2 separate regions of the Rattus norvegicus genome follow, and region 1 is linked to region 2. Evidence: chromatin contacts called from public Hi-C data. All regions are on one chromosome and are shown on one strand. Each heading gives the region's core, a stretch centred on a gene start, on an enhancer-like site or on the middle of the called end of the contact. The rest is flanking DNA. Distances are from core to core; before and after follow the strand shown.

What was found. Hi-C and Micro-C count contacts between places; a contact is called where the count stands out from the background.
Region 1: a Hi-C map of liver shows a contact between it and region 2, with 2.7 times the contacts expected there. The contact joins two enhancer-like sites. A contact is called at or near these places in 2 of 12 Hi-C or Micro-C datasets (liver and mammary epithelial cells).

What each region holds. Positions count from the first base shown.
Region 1 is chr7:95,726,479-95,732,960 of GRCr8, forward strand. The region is part of intron 3 of Pvt1 (Pvt1 oncogene); the gene reads left to right. Among named protein-coding and RNA genes, the nearest start is that of Pvt1, 180 kb to the left of the region's middle. Within about 2 kb of position 4,928, at least 5 of the 93 cell types and tissues checked have an H3K27ac peak or open chromatin away from gene starts, as enhancers often do. A contact at or near this core is called in liver, where this site is marked.
Region 2 is chr7:95,588,836-95,595,658 of GRCr8, forward strand. The region is part of intron 1 of Pvt1 (Pvt1 oncogene); the gene reads left to right. Among named protein-coding and RNA genes, the nearest start is that of Pvt1, 46 kb to the left of the region's middle. Within about 2 kb of position 4,381, at least 66 of the 93 cell types and tissues checked have an H3K27ac peak or open chromatin away from gene starts, as enhancers often do. A contact at or near this core is called in liver, where this site is marked.

The DNA of each region.
Region 1 (6,482 bases), core at 3,678-6,177, 140 kb after region 2:
CTAGAACCTGGGGCTGCTGGATAGAGAGAAAGTCCTGGCAGCTCCTCTGTACAGGCCCCTCATATGCATAACATGAAGTTGTTCTAGGTCTATGCATGGTCCTGACTCTCTCTGTACCAAGGAGGGGCTGATACGGCTGCTGATTCATCCTGATCCTCCTTGCTCTGTGCTCTGCAGCTGGCTGCTTATCTTCCTGTTACTGGTCCCCTACTTCTGCTCTCCTTCATTCATTCATCCCTTTAAGCTCTCTAATATTGCAGTAAATATTAAAAATAGCCTGAATCTTTTATTCCGAGTTAGCGCTGGCACCCGTAGAGCCACATGGCACTGCGGGTACTTTTATTTCAGTGGCTCCACGCTGCCCCCAAGTACTCTCAGACCCAGGTGGTCTGCGAGCCGTTCTAGTGTGACACCTTGCCAAGCTGGTCCCTAGACTTAGTTTCGGCACCGGAGAGCTATATGGAACTAACCATAATTTATCTCTGGTTAGTATCTCTCCCGGCAGCTTTCTAGTAGCCTCAAACTATCTGGTTCCAGCTACCCAGTAAAATCAAGACTCAACAAACTGTAAACCAACAATCAGATTTATATGTTAAATTCTCAGTCCACAATACAATAAACTCACAACGAGTTAATAAGGATATAAACTGCCCACCTAGATAAGATAAATTGACCTATAGAAATCAATCCCTTAAGAAATAGACGTAACTCCCTAGGGTCATTTAAGACCACCAGGATCTGGGTCGTCCTTCTCTGTCTCCATCTTGATTCTCTCTCCTTTCCTTTCTCTCCCTCCTTACAAAAGCTTTGTCCCCACCTCACTTTTTACTGTCCAATCATGGGCCTTGGCCTAATTTGTGCCAGCCCTTACCTGCATATAGACATCTAGCTACATGTTCTGACCTTTCATTACAAGCTACTGTATGGTGCCCTTAAAACCACCAATGTGGTTCCCATCTCCAAGAAGAAGCTAAAAACTCCAGGCCAGGTTCTCGCTTTGTGCTTATTTGTTTTTTAAAGTTTATTTTTAACTATATGAAATGCTTTGCTTATATGTTTGTATGGGTACTGTGTGCATGCCTGATGCCCATGGAGGTAAGAAAAGAATGTTTGATCGCCTGGAACTGGAGTTAGACCTGATGGTGAGCCACTATGGAGGTGCCAGAACCCTAGTCCTCTGCAAGACAAACATGTGCTTTTACCTGCTGAAAAAGAGCCAGGTCTATGTGACTTGAATCTAGTTCTAATAGTCTCGTGCCATCCGTTTTGTTTCACTCCTGCTTCCGCTGTTGTGACTCTGCAACAGTGGTGGTGGCACTCTCCAGGTAGGAGTCAAGACATCCGGTCCAGTGCTTCACTCTTGGTAGTCGTTGGTGATGGGGTCTGCTGTTAGAGGAACACTTGGCCTCAGACAGGACTCCTAACTTTTACAACCTACCTTCCAATACATACATGATGTCCTTAGAGTCCTTACTGCACTTACTGCTCCTGCGGGTAAGTGAGCTTGCAGGGTCACATCTTGTGGTGGCATCAGGAGGGGAGGTATTTTGTCTAACTCTTGTGTCATGAAACACTAACTTGTTTTTATGCATGACAGACCTTCAGCTGACCTACCTGATCCTGATAGGGATGTCTGAGGGGAGGTAACCCAGAAGGGCCCTGTTGTTCAGGCTCCTAACTGGGCCCTGTGTTCTCCTATGACTGGTATAGAAGTCACGGAGGATGGAAAAAGACCCATTGAGGAAATTTCTCGAATGCATAGACACCTAAAGGAGTTCCTTCAATGCCTTGCAAACAGGTTGAATCTTAGACTGAGCCAGGAGCCTCTGTCGGTGAAGCGATTCATTCATGAAGCCTTGGATTTAATCCTAACACTAAGTAAACCCACATGACTATATCACATGACTATAAGCCCAGAACTCAGGAGGTGGAGGGAGAAGGATCAGAAATTTAAGATAGTCCTCTGCAACATAGTGAGTTCAAGTCAACCTTGGGTTACCAGAGGTACTGGTTAAAACCACACAAATGAGGGACTGGAGAGACGGCTCTGTGGTTAAGAGCACTGACTGCTTTTTCTACAAAACCTGAGTTCAATTCCCAGTAACCACAGGGTGACTCACAACCATGTGCAATGGGATCTGACACCCTCTTCTGGTGTGTCTGAAGACTGCAACAGTGTAAAAAGAAAAAGAGTAAAACCAAATAAATATTACCTCCCACCTCCACCGTCCTCCCCCACTCCCAAGAAAAAAAGAAAGAAAACAGAACAAGAAAGGTTTGTTCTCTGCTGACTTCCATCTACCAGGCCTTCTCACAGCTTTCTCAACAGCTATGGCCTCCTGTTTGCATTCAATCTCCACCTGTGGGCAGAGAATGCCCAATAGGGATAGCACCTTGGAACCCTCAGCTCTTGTTTTGTGACTCTTGTTTCCCCCTTTCTGTCCCGCCCTGGGCTTCTGCCAGCTTGGCCCACTGTGGCCTCCCTTTGTTTAGCATCTCAGTTTCAGGCAGACTTATCCAGCCTAGCCTCCCAGCCTGCTTCATTCACCCTTTAGAAGTCTTGACAGGCAGCCAACCAAGCTGGCCAATCAGGCAAGGTTGGATACCTGTACGAGGGCCCTGGTGGCTGCTTCCTGTCTTGGTGGCTTCCCACACCTGAATACCCTGAGGCCCAGTTACATTGGGATAGAACTGCCCAGATATTTACCTCAACTGACTTGAATATACCATCTGGAGCTGTTGACTGGGGCTATTCCCATAGCCCCGATCCTTTCTCGGGCCTTTACTTCTTCCATGAGTAAACCCTCTGCTCTTTCCCAGGCTATTCAGTGCACAGCCTGTCCCCACTTAGGATCTCTGGCAGCAGGAACATAATGACCTGACTGGTTCTGAGGAAAAGCAAGGTGTTACACAGAGAGTACAGGCTGGGGCTCCAGTCCCTGATATAGCACTTTGCTTTGCCAGGCTATCACTAGGACTTACCTACTTCATGCCTCAGTTTCCTCTTCTGCACATGGGTATCTACCCAGCACACTGACACTAGTGAAGGGCAAGGAAGTTCTATGGGCTCGCCTAGTATAAGTGTTCTACAAAGAACAGCTGTTGACAGTGTTGTTCTATGTGAGTTACCATCCTAGGTGTTGAGCGGCACAGCATCCTATAGGAATGGTCAAAGAGGATAGGAGGCAGTACAGAAGCTTCGCTGCACCCTCTAGCTCCCTTGTGGTGCTCCCCACTCAGAGATCCATCAGAGAAAAAGAGGTAGAACTTCCATTCTTACCGTTTGAAAAACACAACAAATACTCGTATTATAATTTAGGACATTCAGACAAGCAAGAAGAAAACTTTTAAAAAGCTATTTTGCTATTATATGTAGTCATGGGCACACAAATACATCCATGTACTACCTACAGTAGAAGAGCAGTGATGTGTGTGTGTGTGTGTGTGTGTGCAATCATTTGTGTATTCATTGCCACTTCACACGTGTATATCACTCATTTAATAGTCTTATTCCATGTGATGTGGATCTCATATATGAAGTGTTTCATACGTTGTTTATAAAATGTAAGAAATGAGCTCCTGTGTTTGTTAGAGCCAGGTTTGCCACTTGACCTTAGGTGATCGTTTTTTCTTGTCTACACACATTGTTATGGGGAAAATGTGGCAGCCAATAGTCCTTCTTTATCCGTGAGAGTGATGCAGAAGGTGCTGTGATCTACATCCGCAAGATTTTCAGGGTGATTAGAGGCATAGTTGACATCCAGAATTTCCCTGTGAAGGTCTTTGAGGCTCCCAGAGGGAGAACAAGTATCTGAGTTCTGTGAGGACAGGGGACTCCGTTCCCTCACTGGACACTTAATGTAAGTGGGTGTCTATGAACATGGGACACTGTATTAGTTACTTTTCTATAATTGTGATAAAATACCATGACCGAGGCAACTCATGGAGGAAAAAATGTATTTGAGCTTATGGTTCTAGTGTGTTAGAGTCCATCTGTGGAGGCAGAGCTGAGGCAGAGGCAGGATGTGAAGGCTCACATTTCGATCTTCAAACACAAAGAGAAGGGACAGGGGGACTAGAAATGATTCAGGTCCTTTTGCTTGCAAAGCTTACTAATGACACACTTCCTCCAAAAGGTCAAACCTCTTAAATCTCCCCAAACTGTACTAGGAGACCAAGCATTCAAATGCCTTGAGTCATGGGGAAACATTTCCTATTCAAACCATCACAGATGTTATGAGCCCTTTCCGGTCTTGTTTCTTGCACAGTTCCTCATGTAATGCAACATAGTCCCTCACGAGTGCATGCTCAGTGATGGTTATCTTAGAATCCTTTGGCCCCAACCTGCCATCGAGTAAGTATGGTTCTTGTGAACTTGGGACTGTGGAAGTAGACTGCACTCTCCCTTTCGGCCCTCTTGAACTCATTTGTCCCCGTCAGAGGTTAAATTTCCTTGACCCATCACATTGGCAGTGATCTGTCTGCCACTGTTGGTTTAGGAGCTGCTTGAATGTCAGCTCCTACCTGGTACACCTGGAATCGGCACACTTCAGTTGTTCCAAGGCAGAGCCTGTGGCTGGGATAGCACCTGGAACACTTCTGAAGCCTAACACCTCCTCCTTGTGACTCTTCCTGGATTCAGTGGCAGGTGGCTGGTGGTTGGTGGCTGGCAGCTGGCATCTGGTGACTGGTGGTTGGCAGAGTATACAGGGTTGGTATACCTGCCAGCTGGGTCTTTGATCACCATGGGGCTGTCCACCCAGCCCAGCACATTATAGAATACAAAAGCTTCAAAAAGCCGCACAAATAACTACCAAGGAACTGCAGGAAGCTTGTCTGCTGTTTCCTGGCTACAAGTGCGGAGTGTGGGAGGATCCTTGGCATGGGTGACTGGTAGCAGTTGTGGACACAGCATTGACCTTGAAATTCAGCAGAATCTTTGGCCTTTTGGAAGCGTCTGCTGCGCACACTGTACACTGGCTTAAGGGCAAGTTACTCCGAGTAAGTTGGTATAGTTCAAATACCTCTGAAGTGTGTTTCTTTAAGAACAGCAGCAGTAATGACACACAGCAGGTAATATTTATTGAGCACGTGTTCTGATCTGGAGCTCTAGAGTCCTAATACCTGGACTTACCTTTGACTTTCCCCAATCCTGGGTTCATCTGTATTCTGTAAAGACCAAACAGTGGTCATTTTTGTGTCATGGTAGCTATGAACTGTGAATAAAAAGGTCTCCAAACACTGCCATGTCTCCCTGACAAGAGAAGATCCTGTGGCTTAATCCACTGATATCCAACACATCCAACAGTAGAATGCTCTTCTACTGCATCCCATTCCTTCCTTTGTGGAGGACTTTTCCTGATATACATGGATCTGCCAATGTAAGGTTTTCACATGGATTGCTAGAATGACCAAGTTCAGGTCAGTACTAGGTTTTTTAAAAAATACTCTATTAGGGCACAGCTGTGGCTTTTGAAGAAAAGAAGGTTCTGTTGCTCACATACTATTTGAAAAATTGAAAAATGACCTGCAGATGCCAATGAGGAAGTCTTCCAGATGAAGACTTTGTCACTGGAGTAAACATACTCTGTTATCTGACAGTATGTCTGGACTTGGCTCAAAATGCCCGTGGAAGTTCCTTTGAGCACCAGGCTGCAGTAGGAGTCCCAAGCCCATGTCCTTACTCAAGCATGAGCCATCTTGATGCTTAACTAGTCTTAGTTTTTATTTGCCACCTGCCTGGACATTCTCTGGTTATGAGGATGCTGCAGTGGGCAACAATACGACCAGTACCCTAATGGGACCTAGACCAACCGAGGGGAGGCTGAGGAAAGCGAAGTGCAGTTTCTGTTGCGATTATTGGCTAAGAAGGAAGATAACATCTTAACAAATACAAGTGTGGAGGTCTCAGAAGTAAAATCTCCAGGGCAGTAACTAAATCACCCTTCTGTTAGCCATGGATACCTCACTTGCACCTGTTCTGTATAGGAAGGATAATAATAGATTTCTTTTCCTCAATATCTTCTCTAAGGCATTAGAACAGAGCCTGCTGATCCTGATGCTTTGTGTGCAGTGCCCTCTGAGGAGGAGCAAGGGAATAGGTGGGTGTAGAGAGCCCTGCTTGCTGGGAGTTTTGCTGGGGTACCCCAAGCTCCTCTTCATGGTTGTGGCAATCTTTCTTCCCTTTGGCCTCTGTCAAATGCATTCCCTCTCTCTGTCTTTGCTCTGTGCAATTCTTCCGACCATCAGAGTATGAAATCTTGGCTGCAGAGTTCATAGCAGTTCTAGGTCACCTGCTCCAGTTCTTTTTACCTCCTTTCCTGGCCTGACCTGATCATCTTTCTCTCCGATCTTCCCTTCACTGGCCTCTCAACTCCTTTTCCCCTTTTTGATCTAGTTCAGAGAATACTCTGCATTGCCACCTGCCTTAGACATTCGCCAAATCCAAACATATCACCTGTCTCCCTCACCTGTACCTACTC
Region 2 (6,823 bases), core at 3,131-5,630:
ATGAAGTGGAGGTTGCAGGCAGCTGCCTTCAGAACAAGTTGTTCCCAGGAGGTTGACAGACTGGTTTGTAATCAGATAAAGGCTGAATCCTTCAGAAACTTCTGGTTCCCGGCAGCTGCCATTATACCCCAGGCTCTGCCACAAAGGTGAAAGGGGCTGGGAAGAAGGAACAGGGACTTAGGAAGAAGGAGAAGAAGCCTGGACATGAGTCGGAGCCAATCCCTGTGAGGAGGACTGCAGCTTAGAAACAGGCTCAGACAGAACTAGAGTCCATCTGACTTTGCCACTGTCCAAGCTAGGGTCAGGCTTATAAAAATAGGTAATGCTGTTGGCATGAGAAAGAAACCCTTGCTGTCTTATGGCTTTCCTAATACACTATCAGAAACCTGAGCTCTAGGCTGGTATGTCTTTGGGCTTTTGGTTATGATGCCACTCACCCTGGTTCACAGAAAAGACGTCCCTGGTCCTAGAAAAGGTGACTAATGATGAGAACAGCTGAGCACCAAATGGTAGCTCATAACCATCTGACATCTTCCGGCTCCATAGGCACCATGCAAAACACCCATACTAAATAAGTAAGTCAATATATAAACAAATAAACTGATCGATAGTCTATAAGTTACAGAGCTCTGTGGTTTGATATGAATACACAGCAATTGCATGGATCTGAGAATCAGCTTTGCAGAGATTTTCTAGTTTTTGGTTGTTATGATGGAATTGCTATTCGTTGCCTATTTCGAGCCCATGGTCTCCAGGGAACCTCTTGCCTTAGCCTTTTCAGTAGCGGAGGACTCTGGATTTCTCTTTGCAGATAGTAAGAACTCGATGCGTTCGCAAGCTTTATTTTTGTATTTTGATTTATGTACATGTGCACAAGCGTGCAGTGCCTGGGGAACCCAGAAGTCAGCATTAAATCTACTGGAGCTGCGATTGAAGGCAGGTGTGAGCATCCTATGTGGCTGCTGGGCACTGAATTCTGATCTTTGATCATCGAGCTATCTCTCCAGCCCCTGAGAATGAAAGACGACTAGATTTCTGTGAAGCACATGCCTGTTTTCAGAGCACAAAATTAATGTATGTATGGTAGTACACAAAACAAGATGGCTATGCGTACTTTTTCCTTTGACTCACTTAAAATTGTATTTACTTGCGATTTGTTTGTTTGTTGTATTTATGTGTGAGAATGCGTGCTAGGATACATGTGTGGACATCAGAGTACAACTTTGGGGAATGGCTGTGTGGGTTCTGGGGCCTTCAGGCTCTGTGGCAGATGCCTTTGCACACTGAGTTGTTACTTGTATACCGAACTGCTATGGTGCTAGCCATTGCCACAGAGACTTTTATGTAACTCAAGATATACAGGTAGCAAAAAAGTATTCAAAGCAAAGGCTTATGATAAGCATGGAGAGATTAATTCTAAAGCAATTCATTCGTATGCTTATGATTTTATTATATATTAAAATTGAAAGCAAATTTTCTCGGGATGTGCTTATTTTTATATGAAGTATTGTAGCTATTTTTTTTTTTGCTGGCTATAGCAACTTTAGTGTTTTCTAGCTGTGGTCAATATTTTAATTTCATAATCAGTAATGCTGCTTCACAGAAATATGTAGTAGAAAATGGTAAAGTATTACAATAATATAATAATAATAATAATAATTATTATTATTATTATTATGGTTTTTTGAGATAGGCTTTCTTTGTGTAGTCATGACTGTTCTGGAACTTGCTCCATAGACCAGGCTGGTGTTAAATGGTGAGATCTCCCTGCCTCTGCCTCCCAAGGGCTGGGATTAAAGGCGGTACCACCACCAGCCACCTGGCTGGTAAAAGTACTTTTAAAGCCATTGCAGAGGTTTCTGGAATGTTTCTTCAAAGTATGTGTGTGTGAGGGAGGGGGATGATAAGGGGATAGTCTAGGAGGACTTGGGAGAGGGGAAAGAATGTGATCAAAATATAAAAAACGTTAAAAAATAATAAAAAAGTAAAACTTAAGACGGAAAACCAAATAGCAGTTTTCAAAACCATACGTTTTAACCTATGATGTGGAAGGTTATATGAATTTAATACTTATGATGATAGAAAAGACGTTGTCTATGTTTCCCATATTTACGCTATTGTTTTTCTAAAGGGATGGAAAGCTCCGTGCTGTAAAGCACTGCACTTCATAACACACAGTAGGTCCGGCTCTGCATTCGGCATGTTCACGGGTGCTGAATGGAGACGTGTGTAGTACAAAGTTCAATTGTGTTCACGCTACAGGGAAACCATATGACGCTCCATGGGTAGACCCTTCCAGAAATACCTCGGCTTCTTTCTGCTTTGGACTCAAACTAAGTGTTGGCTCTTGTGCATTCAAAACCCTTTTTCTTTTGACAAACATTTTCCTGACGTGGCCCTGCTCCCAAACCCCCATTTAGTTCGACAGTCCATCACTATTTGAGAAACTGGAACCTGAAGCTGGTCATTGGTTTCCTTCCCTGATTTGGAAGGTGTGGGGCGATAGGAAGTGAGCTGTAAAGGTTAGTACGTGCATGTGTGGATGTGGGCCCCACAGGTTTGAATCTCGCTGTGACTATCACTAACCTCTCTGGCCCTCTGTTTAGTCGCTCTCTAAAATAAGAAGTCACAGTGATGTCTGTCTCACAGGATTGAGGTTGTTCCGTGAGTTAAATTATATAGAACAATTGAATGGTATACTTTGCAGCATCTCAGCAAGATGGTAACCAGGATTAAGGGAAGTAAAGCCCTGAGTACCAAAACAAGGCTGAGAGAGTTGAGCTGAGGCCACTGGACATTCCTTATTATCAGGAAGACTCTCTGCTGTCACAACATAGGTGACTACCTACCGTTTCTCAACTTCTGGTCACATAGAAATGTGAGAAAGAATTCCTTTCTTCCTTCCTTTTTTAAAAAAGATTTATTTATTTATTATATACACTGTACCTGTCTTCAGACACACCAGAAGAGGGCATTGGATCCCATTACAGGTGGTTGTGAGCCACCATGTGGTTGCTGGGATTTGAACTCAGGACCTCTGGAAGAGCAGTCAGTGCTCTTATCCACTGAGCCATCTCTCCAGCCCATCTTTCTTTCTTTCTTTCTTTTTTTTTTTTCTGGAGCTGAGGACTGAACCCAGGGCCTTGCGCTTCCTAGGCAAGGGCTGTACCACAGAGCTAAATCCCCAACCCCGCTTCCTTCCTTCCTTCCTTCCTTCCTTCCTTCCTTCCTTCCTTCCTTCCTTCCTTCCTCCCTCCCTTCCTCCCTTCTTCCCTCCCTCCCCCCCTCCCCCCTCCTTCCCTCCCTTCTTTCCTTCCTTCTTCCCTCCCTCCCTTCCTTCCTTCCTTCCTTCCTTCTTCCCTTCCTCTCTCTCTCTCTCTTTCTCTTTCTTTCATCCTGGCTGTCCTAGAGTTTGCTATGTAGACCAGGCTAACCTCTAACTCAAAGATCCTCCTTGCCTCTGCCTCCCAAATACTGGGAGCAAGGATATGTACCACCATGCCCAGACTTAAATGAATGATCGGGATGCTCTTTCATAGTGATCCCTTGAGGGCCTTGGCCCTCCCTTCCTCTAATATAGAGGTCCAGCTTGCATGGCCAATGCTCTTGTGACTTTGCTGACCTAGATGTTACGGGGAAAGAAAGCAAATTTCTCAGGCTTCTCCTGGAAGCCTGTATGGAAGAGAAGCAGCAGGAGCTGCAGCGATCCCATAAAGAAGGGATAGAATAGAGGGATTCTGTTTGGAGTGGCCAGCTGACTGAAGAAAGGTCTCCACAATATATATATATATATATATCAATGTCATTTTGACTCAAGCTGGTTGTGACAGAAGCTTTCTGTAGGGGTGTTTTTGCTGGGGTAAGTGACCAAAGTTGAGTTTTAATAAATAAAGATGAATAAAGAGGGAGGGGAAGGTGGGAGGTTGGGGGTGGAGGCGGGGCAAGATACTCTCTGAGCCTGGACGTCATTCAGCATGATTTACACTGGGGGTTCCATTGTGCCCTTGGGCCCAGGCTCTATTTTGCCCCTTTGTTCCCTGTTCTATTCCTGGCTCCTCTCCCCCAGTTCTAGAAGCCAGCTTGCTGCAGCCCTAGCAGGGAAGCTTGCTGACTTCCTGGCCATCCCCACCCCTTCCCGGGTCCTGGATCCTGCTTCCTTTCTCCCCCCTCGACAGTGATCTCATCCCAGCCGGGAAATGGGACTCTTGTTGCCCCTGCCTATTTGCCCTGGCCGAATGACAGGGCTATCACGTGCCCTTGCTGGGATGCCAGGTGTCTGAATCGCAGGCAGAGGGCAAGGCAGGCAGAGGAGGGCATTCCTTTAGCCTGAGTTTTGTCGGTAGCTTGGCACAGGACCCCCTGCCTCTAGAAGTGACTCAAGAGGTTTTCTGCATGCCCTTCTAGTGGGCTGCTGAATCATGCTATGAGTCACACACACTACAGCTCTGTACTCAACAGTGAGCCCTTTGTGGAACCCAGATAGGCTTTCCTGATTCTTGGGGCATTTAAAGGCAATCCACACTGGCATTTGATGCTCTCTGCCCCCCTTAAGGACTCTTTTATCCTGATTCCTTTCCAGGCCTCTGCATGTGGGCTAGGGAATACGCACCTTCACGTCAGACTGCCAGCTACGATTCAGAATCCAAAAGTTCATTTCAAGTTAGCAGCTGGGTGACAGGCAGGGAGCCAGGGAGGTGATTAAGCAAGCTGGGGCAGGAGTGAAGTAGGGCAGATTCCTGGGCCCTGGGCGGGTCCCAGGAAGATCAGCCAACTTTCTTGTATCTGCTGTAGTTTGGGAGCATCCTGAAGCTCCCTTGAGAATTCAGTCTTTTTTTTTTTTTTTTTTTTTTGAGGGAACAGGTGCAATAATTTTTTTTTATATTAATTGCATTGTCCTTATGTCCTTATACCAATTTGGTGTTTGAAGAAGTGGGGTCTAGTAGGAGATGATACCAGTTCAGAGGCAGATCGAGAAGCAGAAGTCAGAACATCTAGAATTTGATGCGCAGACCTGCCTGACTCGGTTTAGCATCCCACCTCCAGCCCCCATGTCTGGTTGCGGGAGTCTCCCTCTTAAGGCACCTGTAGTACAGGAAACCAACTACCAAGGTGAAATACAAATGTCTTTAGAAGGCCTGGGCTCTCTGTGGGGCCAGCCTGCATGCTGAGTCCAATGCTTGCCTCTGGTAGAGGAGGGCATTCAACTGTTGTGGGCAGGGAGCTTGGCAGTGAGGACTTTTTAGGGTTTCTGTATCTTTCTGGTTCACACTGGACAGAGAGCCCTAGCTGACCCTGAGTGGAACGATGTTTGGTTGTATAGTTGTGCGAGCACAGGAGATGCTGCTAAGGTTTGGGCTCTGGAAATTTTCCTCTGCTTATGTGGCTTTGGTGGAGTCACCTCTGTGGGCTAGTGGTAGTTAGTTCTCAAGCCTGACCCATCCTTTGGGACTTAGTCTCTTTTATGGCTTCCTAGGTAAGACTGATGACCCATGTGTTAGTGCTGATGCCAGCCACTTGTGGAAGTGGTCCAGTCTTTAGCCACTGCTTCTGCACTGGGGCCAGATGGGCTAGACCTCAAAGATCTGTAGGGGCAAGTTGGTAAAGAGTCGTCCCTTGAATTCATCTGGAAGCTCATGACTAGAAAGATGACTAGGAGGGCATTGTTCCCTTCTATAGAAGGTGATGAGTGAGCTGGAAACAGCTTTGGGTATGGATGGGCTTTGAAGGCAAGCATTGTGACTCGTAGCACAAAGGTAGATGGTGATGGGGAATTTCTAATAGGGTGTTGCTGTAGAACGAGGTTGTTACAAACCTTCTGATCCTCCCTTCCCTGCCTCCCTGGTGCAGGTGTAGGCAATGTCACCAGATTTCTGGGTTTGATAGACGCCTTCGGAGCTTTCTTGTGTCCGTGTTGATTGGTTTTCTAGAGGCATCATCTATTACTGTGGCGTTCCAATACGAATGGCCACTTGAGTCGTTTTTTCACAAACTCGGATGTACCACAGTTGCTTCTGTGACCTGGACCTACCTTTTATTTATTTTCCCCCCACCGGAGCTGGGGACCGAACCTAGGGCCTTGCGGTTGCTAGGCAAGCGCTCTACCACTGAGCTAAATCCCCAACCCCTGGACCTACCCTTTTGATCCTTCCCTTTTCTCTACCTACCAGCGTTCATTTTTAGTGACATTTAAAAATATTTCCCATTATGTTTATTTTATTTCTCCCTGTGTGAATTTGTGTGGGAGTGAGTGCATGCATTCGTTTGCTTATGCCACAGTGCACATGTGTAGGTCAGAGGACAACTTTCAGGACTTGGTTCTCTCCTTCTGCCTGTGGATTCCAGGGACTAAACTTAGGCTATTTGCTGGCCTTATCAGTTGGAAAACAATCGTCTGTGCCACACAAAGGAATGTATGAACGATGCGAAAATGACTCTGCAAGGTAATTTCTTTTTGTAGAATGGACATACCTGAACTCAGATTGGGCCCGTGAACACACATGGACCAAATGGTCTTTGTCTTTTATTCCTAACACAGGTAGTAATTATTTCCCATCTTATTGGTGGAAACTCAGTTTGATATGATTGGCTAATCAGCCTGATGGGCATGGAGGAGGTTCGGGGAATATAGACCTCTGTTGATTGAAGAAAGAAACATTTCTCACAGCAGCAAACACTTTTATGCATCAGGCCATCTTGCCTCCCCTTTAATAGCATGTTTAACTGAGATAGAGAGGGTTCCACCTCCCCTCTTTTGTAGTAGATTGGCTCATGTTCAACTCATTCATATTGACCATTCAACTCCCCAATTTCACCATTATATCCT